Linked DNA regions of Mus musculus: region 2 is linked to region 1. The links are chromatin contacts, called in public Hi-C maps. All regions are on one chromosome and are shown on one strand. The core of a region is the stretch at or near the end of the contact, and the rest is flanking DNA. Distances in the headings are between cores, read along the strand shown.

Region 1 (4,867 bases), core at 1,785-4,284:
AGAATTGCAAGGTCACTCACAAAGAGAACCTTTCTCCACCCCAGACTGACCAATTGCTTCTGAGTTCCCAGGGTACTGGGTATCGGGGCTTGGCATGTGGGGACTAGGGAGGTATTACCTGTAGTCTGGGTGAAGAACTGGCAGGCTTTAGATTAAATAATGTTGTGTGTAGTACAGTGTGCTGGTGCTTTCTGGAGATTTGGTAACCTCTGTGTCTATTACAACATTTGTGAGTGTCAGAGTGTGTGTGTGTGTGTGCGCGCACACACACACACACTCGCGCAATGGGCTCCCCTCTGGCACTTGTGATTTCAAGATTATTTTCATAGGACCGATGAAATAATTGTGACATGTCAAGCCCCATAGACACTGTGTCTTCAGCAGCCATATTGAGTGTGACCATATGAACATGCCTGGCCTTTGCACAATGTGACATGTGGCTTTGCCCTTGGCCGGATCTCCTGAACACTTCATAAGCAACCTCGGTGAGTGTGATTGGTTATTCTGGTGTGCAGGTAGACAACAGGTAGAAAAGAAAAGAAAAGAAAAGAAAAGAAAAGAAAAGACAAGACAAGACCTTGGCCACTTCCATGTCCATGCAGATTTATAAAACGCTTCTTCTAATTAGGTCAGAAATAAAGCTTCAGCCACGCCCACAAAATGGTGGGGGTGGGAGCATGTGGTGTAAGCCCTGTTGGTAGAGTGTCTGGTTCAACATGACTTCTAGCCCTACCTCCACATCAACACCCAGGTGTAGCAGTGTACCTGGGAGCTGGAGGTGGGGGAACCCGAAGTTCAGGGTCATCCTTGGCTACATTGAATTGGGGGCTAGCCTGGGATACTTGAGATTCTCTCTCAAAACAGATAGGTGGTAGACGATAGTCTCCAGGGATAATTCCATGAATCGTCGTTCATAATCTAGATTCCCATGGAATCTTGTAGAAAGCCTCAGCTTCAGCAACCTGTCTTCAATGTCAGAAATATTGCAGTACTGGTGAGAGTAAGACACTTGCCTCATTTATCTGCATAGTACTACACTGCATTCTATTGTTCAGAATAAGCTATAGATAGCAGAACTCAGCCCATTGACCCAGGCTCCAGATCCCAAGCAAAGCTCTCTCTCCCAGGGGCTTCTTTAATTGTAAAATAATTCTAACAGATTGCACAGAGAGGGCAGCCAAGGTAGAGGCAGACCTTTAAAAAGTGGGTTCCAACCCCTTGGAGGAGAATTCTCCAAGGCACAGAGAACAGCTGGCCAGTTGGTAAATAATATTAAGCAAATTGAAAGTGTCGGGGTTATATATAAATATAAAGATTTCTACGGAGAAAAAAATAATTGAATTTAATTATTGTCTACCTAACTGCAAAAAACAGTTATTTAAAGAACAGCAGCAGGTCAGTGAGGTCACTTATGTCTGTAGTCCCAGCACCCTAGAGGCTGAGGCAAGAGAATCTTAAGTTTGAAGTCATCCTAGACTAAATAGTGAGACTCTGCCTCAAGGAAGAAAGAAGGAATATATATTATATTATATTATATACATATATCCAATGAGCATATGTAATTACAAAGTGATGATGTCAAGTATATTTAATTCTATCTATGCACCTCTTATGTTATGCTGTGTTTTGTTTTCTTACTCTGGACTTAGGTTGTCAATATGGACAGTGAAGTCTAAGCCATGGCTTCCTTAGGAGGCCACTTGGCCTCTTTGAGTGTCTCAAATTCTCACACAGAGCAAAGAGGTTTTGGGATGGCTGAAGTCAAGTCGTGTTTAAGCTGAACAAGAGGAAAGTGGTGTCCACCGGGTGGCTTAGACCAGGACCACTGGGTTAGCTCTTTAGCCTACCTCTTAACAGCTCTGAGCTCTCCGGCAAATCATTATTAGCCTGCTGCTCAGTCTCCTATAGAGAACAGGAAAAAACAACTGCATCCACTCTGTTGGGTTGTTGAGATAGTTAAATGAGTGTTTCACCGGGTTTCCAGTTAGGTTTGGTACCTGCTGTGACACACTGGTGTTAATGATTAGTCACGCTTTCAGAATGATGTGAGAAAAGAGAAAAATCACAAAAAGCCTTGAAAACCATTTTTTTAAAACAGAGAAAATGGAAATCAGTTTTTCTTTTTTAAAGAAGATTTTCTTTTAAAATCATAAGTGTAAGTTCGCGTGTTTGTGCATGTGATTGCAATACCTATGGGGGCCAGAAGAGGGAATCCGATCTCTTGGAACCGGAATTAGCGGCTGTTGCAGACTGCCCTAACATAGCCGCTGAGACCTCACCTCAGTCCTCTGTAAAAACCATTGCTCCACCTCCAAAATCAGCTTTTAGATACCAGGACCTGACAAAAACTGAATTCCCGCAGAAAACTCCTGTAATGCAATATTTTCAGAACAGATTCTGGCTCATACGCCCATCTGGCTTCTCCACTTGTCCCCTCAGATCAACTAAACTAGTCTCTGGTATAAAGAAAACTGGTATAAAAAAAAAGAAAAATCACTAAGAATTAGCTGTTGTGGTGGTAGCAATGGCTACCCTTAATCTTGATAAGACAGTAAAGAAAAAAGAAAAACAACAAAGAATCAAAGAATTATTTGTAGAAATAAGTAAAACAGAAACCACATTTAATTCTGGGCAGAAGGAACTGGGGTGATCACCTTTTCCTTCCCCGACCTTGGCTCAGATGGACCCTGCGTCCTGATAAGAGTGATGGGTAGCAGCTTTCTCCCTGACTGAGTGCAACCTGCCCAGGAACTGTGGTTTTTCAAACTCCTGACAATTAACTATAGCCATAGTCAGTGAACCAGACAGTGGACCGGGCTCTGTCTTAACCACCTATCAAACTATATGAATAGAGAATAATAAAACCTGAAAGGTGTAGAGACTTGCTCCTGTGCCTTCAGTCCACCATATACAAGACCTGGAAGCAGATGTCCCCACAAGCCAACTGTGCCACGCCCCACCCCCCGTCCCTGCCCCCAGCGGCACAGACTCAACCTCAATGTTACACAAGCAGACACTTGACTTAGTGCCAGGCACCGTGTAGGCAGCTCCTTAAGCTGAGTAATGAGACCGGGTTTATTGGGAGCCTTTAATTACCAGTCTAATGTACAAACACATTTCTCTCAGGAGACGCTCACACAAAGCGCAGGCTTTGTTCAGAGAGGAAAGCAAGCTGCCGCTGCTTCCTGGCAGAGAAGACGTAGATCCAGGGTGATAGTTCTATAGACTGGTGAAACTCAGCCTGCTCCTGCCTGAGTTCACTCCCATTCTTGCTCTCACCCAAGAAGTCATAACTGAGTCGCTGACTGTCTGCAGGGTGGCTGTTGCCTCATTTCACCTTTATCTGCCCGGATGATGGAAGTAATTGAACACTCGGCAAGATACCGGGAGATTTACAGAGCAAGATTGGCCTATGAGATGGCTCAGAGGATAACGGTGCCTGTCACCAACCCTGTCGTCCTCATTCAATCCCTGGGACCCACACGGTGAGAACAGTCTCCTCCAAGTTGTCCTCTGACCTAAATTTGTGCATAGGTGCATATACATGCACCCACACACATGTACATGCACCCACACACATGTACACACACACACATGAATTAAAAAAAGTTATAAGAATAAAAATATGTACAAAGCAAAAAGAGTAAGGATTCATCACATTGGGGGTCCATGAGTTTAACACGGAAAGTGGAAATAGACCAATCAACAGAGCACAGCTCTGTCCACCTTGACATCAGTGAGGAGGGGCAGAATTGTCATACTAGAAGTGGTTAACATGGACCAGATACCATTTGCAGACCCTGAGTTAGCCTTCCTCCTGATGTGTCCTTTAAAGACATTTAAAGAGCCACTGGATGGGAGCCGTTTATCATCTCTCTCCTCCAACAATGACTTCCCTACCTTACTTGGTGAGCGCAGCAGCTGGACTCTAACCCTCAGGCAGGTTTCACCCCGAGGCCATGCTGTTTATAGCTTCTTGATATTTACACAGCGGTTCTCTGACAAACTTTGCCTGGGCGGGTTGAGTGGACAAGATGTCAGAACATGGTCCATGAAAGAACCTGTGTGAGGAGATTGCTGAGACCCTGTGAGAAAAGTAGCCAAGATGAGAGTCTTGTAAACTGAGTCGTCCACGACACAGCTTGTTCTTAGAATGTGCTAGTGTGCTTCCCAGGTGTAGAAAATAGGAGTAAGTTCACTTCAGATTATTCAATACAGCTGGCTATTGTTATTTGTTTATATGCCTGCTGGGAACCCATGTCCCTGTGATTGTATACTTTCTTCAGGTTACTCTTCTTAACCTGAGGAGTATAAATTGTCTGATGCTCTGAATAAAGTTGGCAAGTGAGCGAGATGTTAGCTCACCTTAGTTTTAGGCCCCCTTTCCCAGGTTCCTGCTACCAACTAGATCAGTAAACACAGGGCATTAATACAATCTGGTAAGGATATGATATTATAAACAGCAAAAGATCTATGACCCAGAAATATACCCCTTCTTCTCACTGTGATCCTGGGCTGTATCTCTAATGGGAGGAGACATTCTTAAGAGATGCAGTTCCCAGCCCTTCCGCCATCACGGGGTCGCTCACCTTTTCATTTGCATGCACTGGGCTCCCTCACAGGGGTGTCTGGTCTACCTTGTGAGTGATGCAAGACCCAAGAGGGAACACCGCTGGACATTCATGTCCATGAACCCATGCCTCAGTTTCTCCATGACCCAAAGACATTAGGACGCAGAAATGGTAAAGGAACATGGATTTGTTTACACTTCGGCCAAGCCAGAAGACAGAAGTTGAATTACGCGTCTATGATGCCAGTGGCCATCTGATAATTGGAAGAACGTCACGAGGAAACATGAGCATTCCTG
Region 2 (4,336 bases), core at 650-3,149, 200 kb before region 1:
TTGATGCTCAGCCCTTGACAAGGGGAGAGATCGATTTCTACCAGGTCAGTGGGTCCGCTGAGGCCAGCTCTCCTCTTTTCCCTCTTCCAACTTCCTCCATAGCTTTCAGAGGTTCCCTCTTTTCTTTTTCTCCTTTTGAAACAACAATGGTGTTGGGAACTGAACCCGGAGCCAGTGCCTGCTAGTTAAGCACTTTACCACAGGGCGATGCCCACTCTCCTCTAACCTGTGTCTTTCGAGGTTTATACTGACTTCTGTTATTCTCCTAATCCGCCCTTCCAACTGTCAAGTGCTCACTGACGCACGTGACTCCCATGCATCCTGTGGACGGGCGTGTGGCAACCTCTGACTTTCCTGGGACACCATCCTGTCCTGTTATCCCCGGTGTTACTGAAGCAGAGTTCACTATAAGCACACAATGTGAACTTCCCCTTCCCCTTTGATTAACATCAACACAACGCCTCAGACTTACTTGTCTGCTGCTTTCAGCTCTCATTCCTAAAACATACTAATTCTTTCCACTGGCAACTCTGGTTGTTTTCATCTAAGGCAGTGTGAATGGCTTCCCTGTAAGTGGAAGAAGGAGCCCCAGCTCCATCTGAGTACCCCGGGCCCTAGGGCAGTTAATTACAGGCAGAGCGTCTCGGTGAACGTCATTGTCCTTGAGTTTCAAAGGACTACACTGGACATAAGGCAATTTTCTTGCATTGGAAACATGAAATGCTCTCAGATCCTTGGAGCCGGTGCTGCCTCTAGTATCACTTTTAAAAGGAGAGACCTAACCACAGAAGACTATAGGCTATAGACACAACTGTGGGCGATGCTGGCATAAAGCGCTCGCTTTAGTTACAGAAAGGAAAGCTGCTTGCAGGCAGTTCCCTGAGGAATCAAATCACTCCATAGGGAAGACCAACACTGAGGATCTCCCTGTGAAGTTTGCTCACTAACCTCAGATGACACTGGATGCTACCCCAGCCGGTTGGTTATATCACACACAGCACCCACAAGGGCATTTGTTCCCTTCTCTGCTCCTGTCATAAACACTCATATTTGCTTGTGAAAGACAGCTTGCCATTTGGAGGCCAAACCATGGGTTGTCACTAATGAGCTGGCCCTCTGATCATCATTTGCCTAGAAGGTAAGGATTGGCAAGATACAGAAAATAGCTCTGTCCATGACCACAGGCATGTGAGGCAGAAAGAGGTCATCCCAAAACTCCCCACAGAAGGTCCATGGGGTGTGGGGGGGGACTCTTGGTACCCCTCACCCCCCACCCCCACCCCCCCACCCCACCCCCCGGCTAAGAACTAACCCTCTTCCCAAGCTCCGCAAGTCAAAGGTCATCAGAGTCTTGGGTCAGTCTGAGATGGCTTTGGACACACAGGAAGGGCACGGAAAACTAAGAGCTCTTCAGAAACAAAGTAGACAGAAGCCCGAATGAGACGCAAAATCTCAATCATAGATGACAGTTCTCCTAAAATAGCTCGTGGGAGAAAACTACAGTTTACCACTCCTTTTCCCCTCCTCCGCAGTGTCTCAGATGGGGAGGTTTTTAAGATGCATTTTCTAAATATTGGGGGAGGGGGGGGAATGGCCTCCCGTGGATATAAAATCATGAGGGAACATTAAATCTCCATGTTGTATCTCACTTCTGTCTTGTCTAAATGCATCAAAGAACAAGCTAAGAGTCTAGATTCTAGGACATAGAGAATGGTAAACGGTTTTATAGTTTGGATCTTAACTGCCTCACAAAGACCATGGGTGTCTTGAGGAGGCATCAGGGGGTGTTGGAACCTTTAGGAGGTGGGGCCCAGTGCCGGGAAGTTGGGTCCCTGGCACACCCTTAAAAGTGATAAATTAGAAGCCCAGATGTTTCCTGTGTCTCTGCACCCCTGGCTACTGGAGCTTGCAGCCCCTTGTTTTCACACACTCTGCTGTGGTTCACTGTCTGACCACAGGCCCAGGACCTGTGAAGTCAGCATTCACAACAAAAGGTCCCTCGTTTAAGCTGCTTTCTCCAGTTGTTCCCTCATGGCGGCAGAAAGCCCACCAACATGATCGGATTGCCATCCGTTCTACAGCCAGGAAATGCCCGACATACTCATTCCTGCTTGTTTCATGAGCCCCTCCTCCTTGGGAAGCCACATGGGGGCTTGACAGCCTCTCCCTGTGGAGCAGCCCTTGGCCCATAGAGCTTTAAGATGTAGCTGCTGAGTCAAGCTTAGCCATTGTAGCTCAGGAGGGATGATTTTGGGACAGGCCATCTTTCTGGCTCGTTGGCCCATTCCTTGATGGAATTTCCCACTTTTCTGAGGACTATCCACTCCTCTCAAGGATTTCCTATTATGCTAGTTAGTTTGTAATGGAAAAAAAAAAACCAAAAAACAAACAAACAAACCATAAAATGCCTGGTAGTTTATTTTTTTCTCATTTTTGTAGTTCAGCTCAATAACCTCGAGGTGGCAGTAGAGACTCCAACCAATTTTCTTGACTGGATCCAACCGCCTGTACATTGCTTCATAGGATCTTACAGCATTAGGTGACAGGTCAGTTGAGAAGGACTTAGCAGAAGGACTTAGCACAAGTGAGGCGACCTCAGTCAGGACTGTTTGGCTAGAATCTCTGGGAGGGCAGAGCAACCCTCTCCACTCCACCCTTCTGTGAGGTGTGTGTTTCCAGCTTTAACCTTCCCCCTCCCCCATTTTGCAGTCGGGAGTGGTTTGTGCAAACAAGGAACTCTTGTGAGCCAAGCATGAAGTTAGAAGCAAGGCTTGGGATAGGGGTTATTCTAGTTCAGATGTCACTCAAAGCCCTTGGGCAATGCATTTCAAGCCAAATACAAGCATCTTGACTTTTAATTGATTTACACTAAAATACATATCTAAGCTCCAGTTTTAAATGGAAAAGTGTTTGGTTAATAACTTCCATTAACCCAACATCGTTTTAATGACTAGAGGTAAGGAGCGAGATTGGATTTCCTAAACAACACAGCCAATACCCACAACAAAACAAATGTAAGTGGAAAAGCACGCTGGGAACGAACAGCTTGCTCCCGCAAATCAAGTTTTCCAAAAGCCAGGTGGTAGGAGGGCTTTCGTAACATGCGTGTTCCTATTCTTAAATTTTAATTTGAAGAAAAAATAGACAGAAGAAAAGTAGTAATGTTGCCCATTGCTGGGACAAATTCCTAGCAAAGAAAGGAAAAGGCGCCATGGTGAGTCACGACCCTTCACTGTGGGTCTGGCTGAAGTGTACCTGTTACAAGGACTTTTCTGGGGAATACACATCTCATTTCAGACAGGGCACAGAGGACGGATCACAGCAACGGTTCTTCCTACAACAAACCAAAGGGAAAAAAAATGTCACCCAGGTCCAATTTGGTGAATCAAATGAATTGATGGAACTTATGGGGGCACAGACTGGGAGCTACCTACAGGATCAGAGGTGACTCATAAACATCTGCATCCCTGAAAAGGGCCACCCCATCATGCCTAATGACTCCTAGAAGCTATATCATAGAGTCCAGGCCTTCGGTGAACCGCAATGCTATACATTTTCTGGTACCTTCCAACATAACTGTTCAGCTGAGGCAGAATTACATACAGCTGGGAGGTGACCGCAATGAGGCGTGATTGGCTAGAATCTCTGGGAAGGCGGACCAACCCTCCCCACCCCACCCCACCCCTCTGTGAGGAAAACACCAACAGGCTGGATCACCAATGGCTGTTAATGCTCAGAAGACAACATACTGCAGCAAAACTCTACAGTGCTGGCTACTGGGCCTCGCCTGTCACATTAGTATGTGTCTCAGCACTGTGACAAAACAATTGATAAAAACAACTTGAAGGAAGGCAGTGTTTACTGTTGGCTCGAAGCTTGAGGGTTGGCCACATCTCGGTGGTGACCTGAGAGGAGATCAGACATGTCATACCATGACCAGGTAGGGGAGAGAGATAAATACTGTGGTCCACACAACTTTCTCCCTTTAATTCAGCCAGGAATCCTAACCTGTGAATCTCGCCCACCCACCTTTAGGGAGGGATTTCCTTCTTCAGGGAACAGTTCTTTCCGGAGACATCTCTATAGACACACCCAGGAGCGTGTTTCCATGGTGATTCTAAACTCCCATAAAGTTGAGAAGATTATCACACCAGCCTTTCTTGTTTGCGGCTCAATAAGATCACAGCAACATATATTCGTTTTAAAAATAAAGCAAACAAAAACCCCAAGCCAGCAGTGTCTGAGTACTGTAAGCTGCAATTGCTGACGGAATGGCGCCTTGAGAAACTCATTGCCTGGATGTCTACTTGAAGCCCATTGTATACAAGGCACTTGG

What was found. Hi-C and Micro-C count contacts between places; a contact is called where the count stands out from the background.
Region 2: a contact with region 1 is called in a Hi-C map of uterus, with 4 times the contacts expected there. The contact joins two enhancer-like sites. A contact is called at or near these places in 9 of 484 Hi-C or Micro-C datasets (the G1E-ER4 cell line, bone marrow-derived macrophages, embryonic stem cells and 2 more), 2 of 115 datasets of contacts at active chromatin or transcription factors (acute myeloid leukemia and embryonic stem cells) and 2 of 9 other capture datasets (embryonic stem cells and embryonic tail).

The regions. Positions count from the first base shown.
Region 1 is chr13:45,237,553-45,242,419 of GRCm38.p6, reverse strand. No RefSeq gene overlaps it. Among named protein-coding and RNA genes, the nearest start is that of Gm34466, 28 kb to the left of the region's middle. Within about 2 kb of position 3,034, at least 38 of the 459 cell types and tissues checked have an H3K27ac peak or open chromatin away from gene starts, as enhancers often do. A contact at or near this core is called in the G1E-ER4 cell line and uterus, where this site is marked.
Region 2 is chr13:45,440,909-45,445,244 of GRCm38.p6, reverse strand. No RefSeq gene overlaps it. Among named protein-coding and RNA genes, the nearest start is that of Mylip, 53 kb to the right of the region's middle. Within about 2 kb of position 1,899, at least 144 of the 459 cell types and tissues checked have an H3K27ac peak or open chromatin away from gene starts, as enhancers often do. A contact at or near this core is called in the G1E-ER4 cell line and uterus, where this site is marked.